Regions from separate parts of the Mus musculus genome. Here region 1 is linked to region 2. A link is a contact called in public promoter capture Hi-C data. All regions are on one chromosome and are shown on one strand. The core of a region is the stretch at or near the end of the contact, and the rest is flanking DNA. Distances in the headings are between cores, read along the strand shown. Region 1 has its middle 15 kb from the start of Cops8. Region 2 has its middle 19 kb from the start of Gm34992.

Region 1 (5,940 bases), core at 687-3,186, 300 kb after region 2:
AAGCCAGAGGTAGAACTTAGAAAAACTCCAAGCGGACGTCGGGTCAGCACAGCACCACATGAAGCACCGAAGGGAGCAGGGGGTGGCACACAGGCCAGAGACTGGAGAGTTGTGCCTGCATGGACTACATTGTGTAGGTGCAGGACCCATGGAGGCTGGAGGAGGGTGTCATGCCAGATCCCTTGGGACTGCAGTTGCAGATGGTTGTGAGAGACTATGTGGATACTCTTAACCACGGGGCCATCCCGCCAGCCCCAGACTTCATTGTTTAAAAACTTTTGGTTCACTCCCCCTAGTTCGTCAAGGTTGTTCACTCTTTGTCATAGGAAACCGGTTCTTACCTCACTCTCTTTCCCCTTTCCAGCCCACCTTAGTTTCCTGTCTGCTTCTGCTTCATGATTTCTTTTCTCTGCTCTTATTTCCTTCATTTACCCCATTTGCCCCAGATTTTGACTTCATGCCGTAGTTCATTATGTCTTGCCTGTTTTCTGTTCTGAGGCCTTCTGTTACGTATTGGCTGATGTTTTATATTAATGATCAATTTTGAGTGTGTTTCTAGCTCTTACGAGTTTTGTGTTGATGTGGCACCAAGTGCTTGTCTCCCTTTTGAGTGACTCTGGATAGTGATCCCTCCAGTGTTGGTTGCTAATGGAGAAGATGTCCAAATCCAGAAGAGATAACCAAATACAACAGTTGCAAGTTGAAACACAGAAACACACACACACACATACACACACCATAAAAGAGCAAGATAAACATGAGACTTCCGAGAGATCATAACTTCCATCAATGAGCTCAGTGACACTGAAATGGTTGACGAGCTGGGGATAGAATTCAAATGGCAGCTTCTAAAAATAACTTCTTCAAAGAGGAAGAAGGAGAAAGAGATGACCTGGGAAAGTAATGGAGTCAAGACAGAGATGAAGCCAGCGGCTCGGAAAAGAACGTCAGCATGGAAACAGCTTGAAAACAGCAAACAGAAAAGAGAAGATGCCTTAAAGAGCAGGGAAAACCACCGCTGATGAACGTGATCAGGCAGAAGTACCGAGCAGGGGTGGAAGACAAGACAGAGGATATGCTGTATTCAGACATCAGATAGAACAGCATCCAAGAACTATAGTGCATGATTAAGTAAGCCAACTTACCAACATTTAAAATATATTTTTTTGGCCATTGTATTTCTTTTTTCAAGAATGACAAAATCATTTGTCACGATTGTTGATTGGATCTTTTTTATTATTATTTCTACGAGAGAGCGGTAGCTCCGCTGTCCTGAGTGTAGCTGGGGAGAGTCGTCCTCATTGTGTAGCTCTCTGTTCACTCTCTCCTTCACTGTGTGAGTGATTTGTCAGTTCTTGCCTACGCCTGCATCATTAGTCTCTTGAACCCACAGTTTTGGCTGGAAAGTTTCAATTCCCCCGTCTTCATAATTAATTTTTGACAGAAAATCAGCAAAACTCAGCGGGACGACCGTGGTCCTTTCTGACACCCATAGGACATCTGCCCCACGATAGCAGAGCATCCTGTCATCCAGACAAATGCGCTCAGGGCTGTGAGGAGTTTCCAGTCCTTTACCGGGTTTAAAGTCACATATCATATTGTTCCATGACCACAGCTAGGAACGAGTGGCAGAAAGTGTGGAGAATCTCCCCCAGTTCAGTAATTTTTAAATGTGCTTCTAGATAACTCAGCAGTTAGGAAGAAACTAGAAAGGACTACACAGCAAAGCATCTGTAACATGTCTGTGGGATCATAGCTCTGCTCAGAGATAGCTTTATGCTTTTGATGCCTAAATAAGTCACTTGGGCAAGTCAAGGCTCACATAAATAGATAACGAAAATACGGAGGCAGGAGACAGACACCACACAATGCTAGATAAAAGAAAAAGCTTTTTCTCTAAAAGGAGTTGGGGATCCTAGAGAAATAGCTGAAGCCAGCTCTTAGTGGTAGAGAACGGCTTGGGACATTGTGAACGTGTTGTGCCAGGAAGTGAGAGGGAGGCCACAGGAGACATGCCAAAGGGCCTCGGGCCAGCTTCATATCACAATAAATAACTATCGTTAAGAAGTGCAAGCTATTAAGTTGCAATTCTGTCCCCATGCATCAAGCAACGAAGGACAGTTCCAGCTCAGATATGGAAGGAAGTATACAAATGGAATGTCTCCACTTGGAAATAGCTGTGCTTGGGTGCTTGGTATTCCTTAGAACCCCTGAACTGAGGCTTGGTCCCAGATGGTGCACGGTCATGGACGTTAGCAGATGGGGCCTTACGGGAGGTTATTAGGGCATTGAGTGCATGCCCTCCAGAAGCACTTGTGTAAGGTCTTGCCCCTCATGAGACCCTAAAGTCATGCCAAGAGCCAGCTGTCGTTCTCTATGTCTAGTATGTGTCCAGACACCCACACTCCCCTGATATGGTGCTCTGCCATCCACTTCACCTTCAAATACATGCACTTGGAAGTTCAGAAGCCAAGAGCTGAGCACATTGCTGACTTCAGTCAGATACCTCAAGCTCATCACAATGGAGGACGGAGGTAAGGATCAGCTGTGGAGATACATGCGTGGATGGACACCAGGGAACTGGGAGTTTTTCTGGGCCCAAACATCCTTCCTACAGGCATCCCCACGTGCAAGTATCTGGGTACTTGAGAGGCTGAGAGTGGCAGTACCATAGTCAGGTCACCTTTAAGGTTGGCACACGGGCCTCCGAATGTGAAGTAGAGAGAACACACTGGGGCTGGGGCACCTGTGGCCAATGTAAGCCATGTGTTAAAAAGAGGTGGTGCACAAGACAGATGCAGGGTGAGGGACATGCTGCAAAAGGAACCATCTTTTCCCCAGACTCATCTGCAAGAGAGAAAGACAGATCAGAAACAGTTTCAGATCAAATGAAGCTGACAATCCAAGCAACTGGAAAGGCAAAGCCATGGCACGCATGCTCTTGGGAAGTGGGTGAGATCCGAGTAGGCATTACAGATTAGACCTTCGAGGGCACACCACAGCCTGGGAGCCCAAAGGCGGCTGGCGAGGATTTCACAAAGAGCATTTGTTTGGAACGTAGCAAATAAATCTATTTACTCCTGTTCTGGCTGTGGCTGACTTCTCAATTGCAGAGATCAAGACTTGTGACAGAGAGCATGTATGTACCTTGCTGAGGCAGAAAAATTTGCCACCCACTCTGCATTGAAATGTTTCCCAATCCCTGAGTTAGGTTATTTTTTTCTTTTTGTCAACATAATTTTGCAGATTTGGCTGATTTTGCTGTGGCTATAATAGAGAACAACTTCCTTTGAGAAAATAAACATTTAAAGAAGCCTATGAGTGTTTCTCTCTCTCTCTCTCTCTCTCTCTCTCTCTCTCTCTCCCTCTCCCTCTCCCTCTCCCTCTCCCTCTCCCTCTCCCCCTCCCCCCTCCCCCTCCCCTTCCCCCTCCCCCCTCCCCCTCTCTCTCTGCCCCCTCTCATTTGCCAAATATCACTGATAAATAAATACCTGTGATGTTTATATCAAAATCATCTTAAAACAGAGGAAAGACCCTGCTATAAAACTCAAAACTTCTAAAGAAGACACAGGAGAAGCAGTTCAAGATACAGCCACAGGAGCCATTCCCTGAAGGAACACATGAGGAAGCCAGAGGTCAACCTGGAATGTCACGCCTCAGGACACACTATCCATTTCATTTTTATGACAGTCTCTTACTGGCCTTGAACAGGCCAGCCCACAAGCCTCCACTTCTCCAGTGCTAGCTTTACACGTACACACCACCGTGCCTAACTACTTATGTGGGCTCTGGAGACCAAACTTAAGTGCCCATCTCAGTAGCCAATGGCTCAGGAAACCAGAATACACAGGTGGGATTATATCAAGTTATAACAAAGCAGGAGTGCTGCCCTTCACAGAAGTATCTCTGGTCAATGTTGTGGCAGCATTGCCTCTTCCAGGCTGGGACTTTGGGGTAGGGGTGGGAAGGACTCTGTACTTCAGGGAACAGCTCAGGGAGACCCTTCCCTCCAAGATGAAAAGCATCAACTAGACAGACCACAGTCCACGTGGAGCTGGGTCCCTAACGACCAGATGGGGATAATGGTGAAGCCCAACAGGAGGATCTTCCCATAATCTCCGGGCTCTGTTAATGGGAGTTTTGCATTTTATCCCATATTTTAAAAAGCACCCCTTGTTCTCTGGTTGAACTACTTAGAACTGATAAGGGGACAGAAAATTTCTCAGCTCGCTGTCTTCCAAGTATGGAGAAATAATCTCTAACACATGTCATGAAAAGATTGGGAAGGGATGTCTTCAAATACTGAACTCACTGTCCTGTGAAAGAATTCTGTAAATTTTTCAGAACACAAAATCAAGAGAACTTAAAAGGCCAATGGAATCTTAACACCAAGAACTTTAGAACTGTCTAGACCTGTGCTTTCTAATGTTGGAAAGCCAACAGCATCTAAGATTTTAACTTCTACAGAAGCCATAGTGGGTTTTTGTTCTCTACCATTCGTAGCCATGTGACTAGTGCAGTGCATGTGAGTGGTCAGAGTATCTGAGATCTGGAGAGACACTGCCAGCCAGAGTCACTGACGTAAGCCTGATTCCCAGGAAGGAATCGTGCCTGCAAAGAATATTCAGTCACTCCTGTGTTACAGGTTCCATACCTCTCTGTACTGGCTGGTTTTATATGTCAACTTGACACAGGCTGGAGTTATCACAGAGAAAGGAGCTTCAGTTGGGGAAGTGCCTCCATGAGATCCAGCTGTGGGGTATTTTCTCAATTAGTGATCAAGGGGGAAAGGCCCCTTGTGGGTGGTGCCATCTCTGGGCTGGTAGTCTTGGTTCTATAAGAGAGCAGGCTGAGCAAGCCAGGAGAAGCAAGTAAGGAACACCCCTCCATGGCTTCTGCATCAGCTCCTGCTTCCTGACCTGCTTGAGTTCCAGTCCTGACTTCCTTTGGTGATGAACAGCAATGTGGAAGTGTAAGCTGAAAAAACCCTTTCCTCTTCAACTTGCTTCTTGGTCATGATGTTTGTGCAGGAATAGAAACCCTGACTAAGACACTCTCTCTCTCTCTCTCAGACTTTCCTCTCCACTTTCTGTAACAAAGGCAGGGAGAGCAGGGGCTGGAAGGACAGAGTCAGTTGGTAATGCTTGCCATGCAAGCTTGGGCACCTGCGTTTGGTCTCAAAAATCAAGGTGGACAGTGTCCTGAGGAATGACATCCCAGGTCGACCTCTGCCTCCCTCATGTAAACACAGGCGCGCGCACACTCACTCACACACACACACACACACACACACACACACCACCACCACCACCACCACCACCACCACCACCACCACCCCCACGCCCACATACACACACACAACAGGAACAGAATACCACACAAGAACTCTACTAGTGATGGTTAATCTTCATTAGCAACCTGACTAATCTAGAATCACCTAGGAGACCCTTTCTGGGTGTGTCTGTGAGGATATTTCCAGAGAGACTTAACTGAGGGTTGGAAGACCCATTCTAAGTCTTAGTCCCATGGACTGGGGTCCAAGACTGCATAAAAACTTTCAAAAAGAGAAGAGAGCTGAGCATCAAACCAGCATCCTTCCTCCCTCCCCATATTTGGGGACAGCAGACACTCAATGTTATCCTGGCAGTGGCAGGGTGAACTGGGACTCAATTTGTGAGCCAAAGCAGACCCTTCTTTCTTTAGACTCCAGTACTTTTTATCACAGAAATGAGAAAAGTAGCTAATACAGAAAGTCGATAGCAGGCGTAGGGCCGTTACTATGATAAACCTGACCATGTGGCTTATAACCCTCTAGAACTGGCTGAGTGGGAAGGTTGTGGAAGAATTTGGAGCCTTAATCTAGAAGCACGCTAGGATGCTGCAGGAGTTAATGTAATAGGGTAATGGACCCTTCTGATAGGAATGTGGACGGCCAGACTG
Region 2 (5,945 bases), core at 1,350-3,849:
TTCTCAGATTCCAAACAAGATTCCAAAAAAGCTCTTCAATGGAGATCTTTTGTGTTGGCTGGTTGGAGCTGACCAGAACTCGATCATCTCCACTGTAGAAACAGGACAGAGTCACCGCTGAGTTCTTTTAGGGACATGGAGAGGCCCCAGCAATAGATGGAGGGTACAGAGGAGGGGTAATCTTCCTCTCAGCAAGTGTTGAAGCTGGGATTGTGGGAGTAGGCACTGGAGCACAGTCCTATTACACTTGTGACCATAGTCCCAAGTGGAGGGTGGGGCGGTGGCACCCAGAGCTGCTGACCAAGGTCATCATCAGTACAGCTCTGGTGAGGTCCCCATGGGTGCATCTTAACATGATGGACAACATCATTGTGGGGAGTTAGCATATGGGGAGACAAAAAATTAGAGAGAATCCGCTTTCAGGCTCACTTTTAAAGACAGCTACTTTCCTTGGGAATTCACATACTTCGAAAGACCCACATCCATCCCTTCTAAGGCTGAGTGATTCTCTTATGACCCAGTCTCCTTCCACTACGCCCAAGTAGCCCAGTGCCTGGCTGAGACCTCTGCTTTGCAGTGGTATCTGCTGCTGTTTCTGGAAGCTGATGATGTGCGGTATTATCTATCTCAAAGCTCTAAGGTCTGGGGAAGGTTCTAGGTTTTATTCACGGTCTTAGTTAGGGTTTCTATTGCTGTGAAGAGACAACATGATCATAGCAACTCTTATAAAGGAAACCATTTAATTGGGGCTGGCTTACAGGTTTATTCTATTATTGTCATGTTGGGAAGCATGGTGCCATGCAGGTAGACATGGTGCTGGAGAGGTAGCTGAGAGTTCTTTATCTGGCTAACTAGTCATCGGACAGGGAGGATAAAGCACTGGGCCTGGCTTGAGCATCTGAGACCTCAAAGCCATCCCCACCCCCAGTGATACACTTCCTTCAGCAAGGCCACACTTCTAATAGAACCACTCCCTATGGTCCTGTGGGGGCCATATCATTCAAACCACCACGCCCTCTTAGTAAAGGCATCCCCTAAATGAAATATCATGTGCCCTATGAATCTGTCAGAAGGATGAATGGATGGCAGGCTGGTGAAGAGGAGGAAAGAAAGGAAGGAAGAAGAAAAAGTGAAGAGACATAGACACGTGATTGAGGAACTTACGACCTGAGTGCTGGGTTGGATTGGAGGCTTTCTGCTTTAATCTGGTTGTCTTTATGTTTACTCCAAATGCAGAGCTTTCTATGACTTTTCTCAGCCCAATCTTTTATTTGTTGAGTAAATACTAGCTGAGCTGCAGATTCACTGCTCTCATGAGCTACGGGAATAACCGTGGAGACAGCCAGGCTCAGGCCTCGTGTTGCTCCAGCTTTCTGCATATGGTCAACTCAGGATGGACGTGGTCCTCGGGGCCCCTGAGGTCACCAGCAAAGACTCACTTTGGAAGACTGACCCAAGGTAACATAGGATAACAAGCTTCAGTATTGTTTTGTCATTGTGCTAGTTTTTAAGAAAGTTTAAGATATCATTGATCTCTGTAGCTTAATGTTAAATATATTCTTCCTGTGCGTTTGTGTGTTTCATCTATCAACTATCATCTATCTATCTATCTATCTATCTATCTATCTATCTATCTATCTATCTATCTATCCATCCATCTATCCAACTATCTATTTATCTATCATCCATCTATCCATCTAATCTGTATCTGACTACATTGCTAATTCACACACTATGTGTGTACATGTGTGTATAGGTCTAGATCTAGATATCAGAATCAATATACATACATATTGATAAGTCTATATATGTAAGTCTGGTTCCTTTATACTATTCATAAAAGACCCATGCCTTTGTAACCATTCTATAGATGTGGAATGCTGTATTTAAATGTATAAAGTGCAATTAAAATGTGATAGACATACACATACACACACAGGCAGAGCTGGCACGTCTCCAAGTGTGCATAAAGGGACTTATTAATTAATCAGTGTTGATGGTTTGAGATCTCTCCACTTGGGTGTCACTAGCTCACGTTCAAGTTTCTGAGCACAGGGGCTGTGGTCTGGGCATGTGTGCAGTTGGCATCTGCCCTGTCAAGTTGGGTCTTATCCTGAGCTGTAGAAAGGCCCCCACAGCCTGGCAGTGTTCTGCCGTGACTCCCTGTGATGTATGGATGTGCCATGGCTCGTCACATTGATAACTCTGTATAATTAATTTGATGCCATCTGATGTGGCAGCAGGTTCGATATTTAAGACATAAAAGTTGTCCATGCCCCACGGAGCACATCTGTTCAATGGCATAATTCAAATTAATTTCCACCAATTTCGGGCTGAGCTCTTGGAGCCGATCTCTGATCTGCCTGGTGTCCTCAGGACACACTCCGTAAAATGGTTCAAGACATTGTTCTTAGATTCCTATTTTTAAATTGCTTTTATAAGTACAGAAATAATGCAAAGGTCTTACTGGGACTTTCTAGATCCCCCAAGCCTGCAAAATGCAAGGCCAATCCCAGCTGCCCTTGCTGATTAGACCCCACTGAGCACACGCAGAGACCAGCCTGCAGCTTCAGTATTTGTCCCAGGGGCACTCCCTGCCCTCTCAGCCATCAGCCTCCCTGTGAGGTTTAGTCACCGTGTTCCTTTTTCATCTCCAGTTAGGGTCGGTTACTCATTGCTTTTTCGGAACTCAGTGTTATTTTCCGGAGTACCGGCTGTTTTTGTTTGGGGGACAGAATGAAGCTCCTTTTGGCTGCACTGGGTTTCTTCTTACTTAATGTTGGCCAGAACACCACGGAAGTGCTTTCTGTGTCCTTGGCGTGGCCTGTCAGCAGGTTCACGGGCCTCAGAGGTTTCATTGCCACTGAGCTTAGTTTTGGATAAGACTGTGTCTGGAAGGGTTCTCCACATTTGGAGACCTCTATGGGTAGCCCAGGTTGGACCTGAGCCTTGTGATGCTTGCCTGCCTCAGACTCCTGAGTACTGGGATTGAGTACTGGTTTCTACTGAGTACTTTGTACTGAGTACTGGTTTGTTGCCACACCTAGCTCCCTTTCAATTGGCTAATCATCCTTGGGGAGATGGTTTGAGACTGTTCCACTGTCAATTTCTCCTTATCCTTTGGCCCACTAAGGCCAGTATCTGTCAGCTCTGCTGACCTGCCACAGGGATCATCACTGTATTGAAACAGGCAGCTCTTCCATTTCTAACTGCTGCTCCTATGTCTGTCAACTGAGACCAGATGGAAAGGAAGATTCCAAGGATTTATCCAAGGATTTCTTTGTGTAACTGTGAACCAGTGGATGTTGTTGGTTAAAAGTGATACCACCTTACTGGTCTCACCTTTGCTCCTAGGGGCAAGATAAGTTCCGGTGGGTGTTTCCTGGACACAAGCCTGTGGCTAGTGCCAATGGAACTCATTAGTTCTTGGCCCAAGCATGTGATTGCAATTCCAGGACTTATAAAGGGAAGTTATGGTTCTGAGATGGTGGGGAGTGTATCTGGAGGCACCTGCTGTCACCATCTGAGCGACAGAGCCAAGAAAAACTGATTCCATCAGATACCCAGTGCCTGTTCATCTCACCATACCTACTGGCTCAAGAGTCAGTTTGTCAGTTATGCATGTCTAGGAGGGAGACATGAAAGACACAAAGCAGACCCATCCCAGCCAGTGCAGGACAAAGACGGAGATGCTGTGTCAGTATCACCAGGAAACTGGAAGTAGAGATACAGAACTGATATCACCACGACACCTGTCCTCACAGTGCCATGAACAGTCACATAAGCACTGGGACTTTGGAGAGTGTGTCCTGCTTCCCTCAGGCTGCCTGGCTCATGGCTGTGCATATGTGCGTTAAGGCTTCAGACATTGCCCTCACCAAGGAGGGAACGTGAGCCTGCTTGTCAGTGGTTTAGTCTGATTGCTCTGATCTGGGATTTGCTTCAAATCGTGGGGCAAGTTTTTGGTGGCCACAAGTCAGGCCATCTACCTATAGATGCTTGGGGAAAATTATGGCATCTGAGTGTAAAGTCAGGACCTCACAGAAGGGCAGGATATGAGCCAGATGCGTGCTGCATCCATGAGAGGGCCCAAGGACCATAGGTATAGGATGGGAGTCTGAAGTTGTACCCTGAGATATATATATAGTGGGCAGCAGGAGAGAGACAAACATTCCCCCACTTGTTTACTGAAAGAATAGTGTGAGTCCTGGTTCTGAGTCTTGGTAAGGAAGATAGGTCAGCTCCCTCTGACCCCTGGGAGCTCATGTGTTAGGGTGGGCCAGCAACTATTAAACAGAGACGGGGTTTCAGTGAATAAGTCATGTTAAAAAGACATAGGAGGGGCTCAGTGAGGACTGAGGAAAGCCATCCCTTAGGAGGTGCCATTTAAACCTGACCAGTGTAACCACAGCATGGGAGGCAAGGGAGCTGGTGCTCACAGACCAACGCTGCCCTGGACTTTCATAGTCTGCATTCATCCAGTCTTTGTTGTCAGCCGGTGTTCCAAGTCATTTGTCTTCATCCCTCTACAGAGGCGATGTGGTGCAGCCTCAGTGGGGGACACCAAGAGATTAGATCATTTATTGCTTTTGTCTCTGACTTTAGACAAATTGTCTCGCTGACTCTGTGCTTCAGTTTCTCGTCTCTAAGATGGAAAGACTGTTGTCTCAAATGACTGTGAGGAGTCTGATAAACAGCCCAGCACCTGGTCTGGTACCCAGAGCGCGCTGAAGTTCACACGCAGTTCATGCATTGCTTGTCCCGTAGGCCTGTAGAGATGCTAACTGTGCACACTCTGTATCCAGCCTTCACGTGCTCTCACAACTCTGTAGCAGCCCCGTTTCTTGAATCAGAGACTCAGTCAGAATTTATGAAGGAAACCAGGCAAAGGAAACAAACCTTCATTAAAATCTGATCGTTTCTTGTTTCCACTTAATGCTGTTCTTCCGAGCCATCTGGGAACAATTTATTGAAACCATAATTGTGCATTAAATATTGCAATTTGTCCTGAGCCCCATCTATGAAATAAACAGTATAGAGACTCGCTGCAGACTCAGCACATCCAGAGACCCGTTGCTTTTCTGCCAGTGACTCTTGCCCATCTACCAGGCACAGCTCAGGGTAGAGTCTAGACTTTGCTCACCACCTGTGTGAGAGGCAAACTGCATGTGAGGTAGCTCTTGGTGATAGTGGAGGCTCTTGAGGATGAGGTCCCAGAGAAAAGAGTCCTGTTATAAGGCAGAAGGTCCGTGTGGCCCCTGAGGGACTAGCTCTGCCCCTGGGAAGGAGAAGGCTTATCACACCCCCAAATTCTGACCTGCAATAGGACTTAGCTAGTACATCCTGGCCTTTAGAAGCTGGTGACTGCCTGTTTCTCCGCACACCTGAGCTGGAGTGGCATGGGCAGCGCATGGATGAAGGAGGTAATGAGCTGTAGTGGTGGATCCATTGCTGTGGGGTGTGCTGAGAGGTTCAATGGAGAGAACTGGTTTCTCAGCCTAGAAATAGACTTCAAGAGACAATTGTCACTATTGATGCCTGGGCAAAAGTTGGATAGAGTCCCCAAAGCTCTGGCAACACAGAGGACTGCAACCCCAAGAGGGATCCATAATGTGCAAGGCTCCTTGAGTTAGCGATTCCAAATATGGGTGGAAGAAGTCATGAGCAGACAGACAGAAATCCGTGGCCTCCATCCCTGCCAATCCCTGCCTGTGTTCCTGCCTTGCGTCTTTGCTCTGGGCAACCGCCCAACCTCCAAGCTGCTTCTCTCCTCTCGCCTCCCACCCACTCGTCAGTCCTGGTGTGTGTCTTCTGTCTGTCTGTTGTCATTCTGGGATAAAAGCAACAGTCTCCAGAGAATGGACATTTCCCTGTTTCTCCACACAGAGCCGCGTGTGGTCATTTGGTTGTGACTCTTGGCCTGTCTCATGCTCAGGACTGAAGAA

Evidence for each region. Capture Hi-C pulls out chosen DNA fragments and counts their contacts.
Region 1: a promoter capture Hi-C map of adipose tissue shows a contact between it and region 2. The contact joins two enhancer-like sites. A contact is called at or near these places in 6 of 39 promoter capture datasets (cranial neural crest, embryonic stem cells, frontonasal cranial neural crest and 3 more), 4 of 115 datasets of contacts at active chromatin or transcription factors (embryonic stem cells and stem cell-derived neural progenitor cells) and 1 of 9 other capture datasets (adipose tissue).

Annotation. Positions count from the first base shown.
Region 1 is chr1:90,615,440-90,621,379 of GRCm38.p6, forward strand. No RefSeq gene overlaps it. Among named protein-coding and RNA genes, the nearest start is that of Cops8, 15 kb to the left of the region's middle. Within about 2 kb of position 1,937, at least 5 of the 459 cell types and tissues checked have an H3K27ac peak or open chromatin away from gene starts, as enhancers often do. A contact at or near this core is called in adipose tissue, where this site is marked.
Region 2 is chr1:90,315,977-90,321,921 of GRCm38.p6, forward strand. No RefSeq gene overlaps it. Among named protein-coding and RNA genes, the nearest start is that of Gm34992, 19 kb to the right of the region's middle. Within about 2 kb of position 2,600, at least 7 of the 459 cell types and tissues checked have an H3K27ac peak or open chromatin away from gene starts, as enhancers often do. A contact at or near this core is called in adipose tissue, where this site is marked.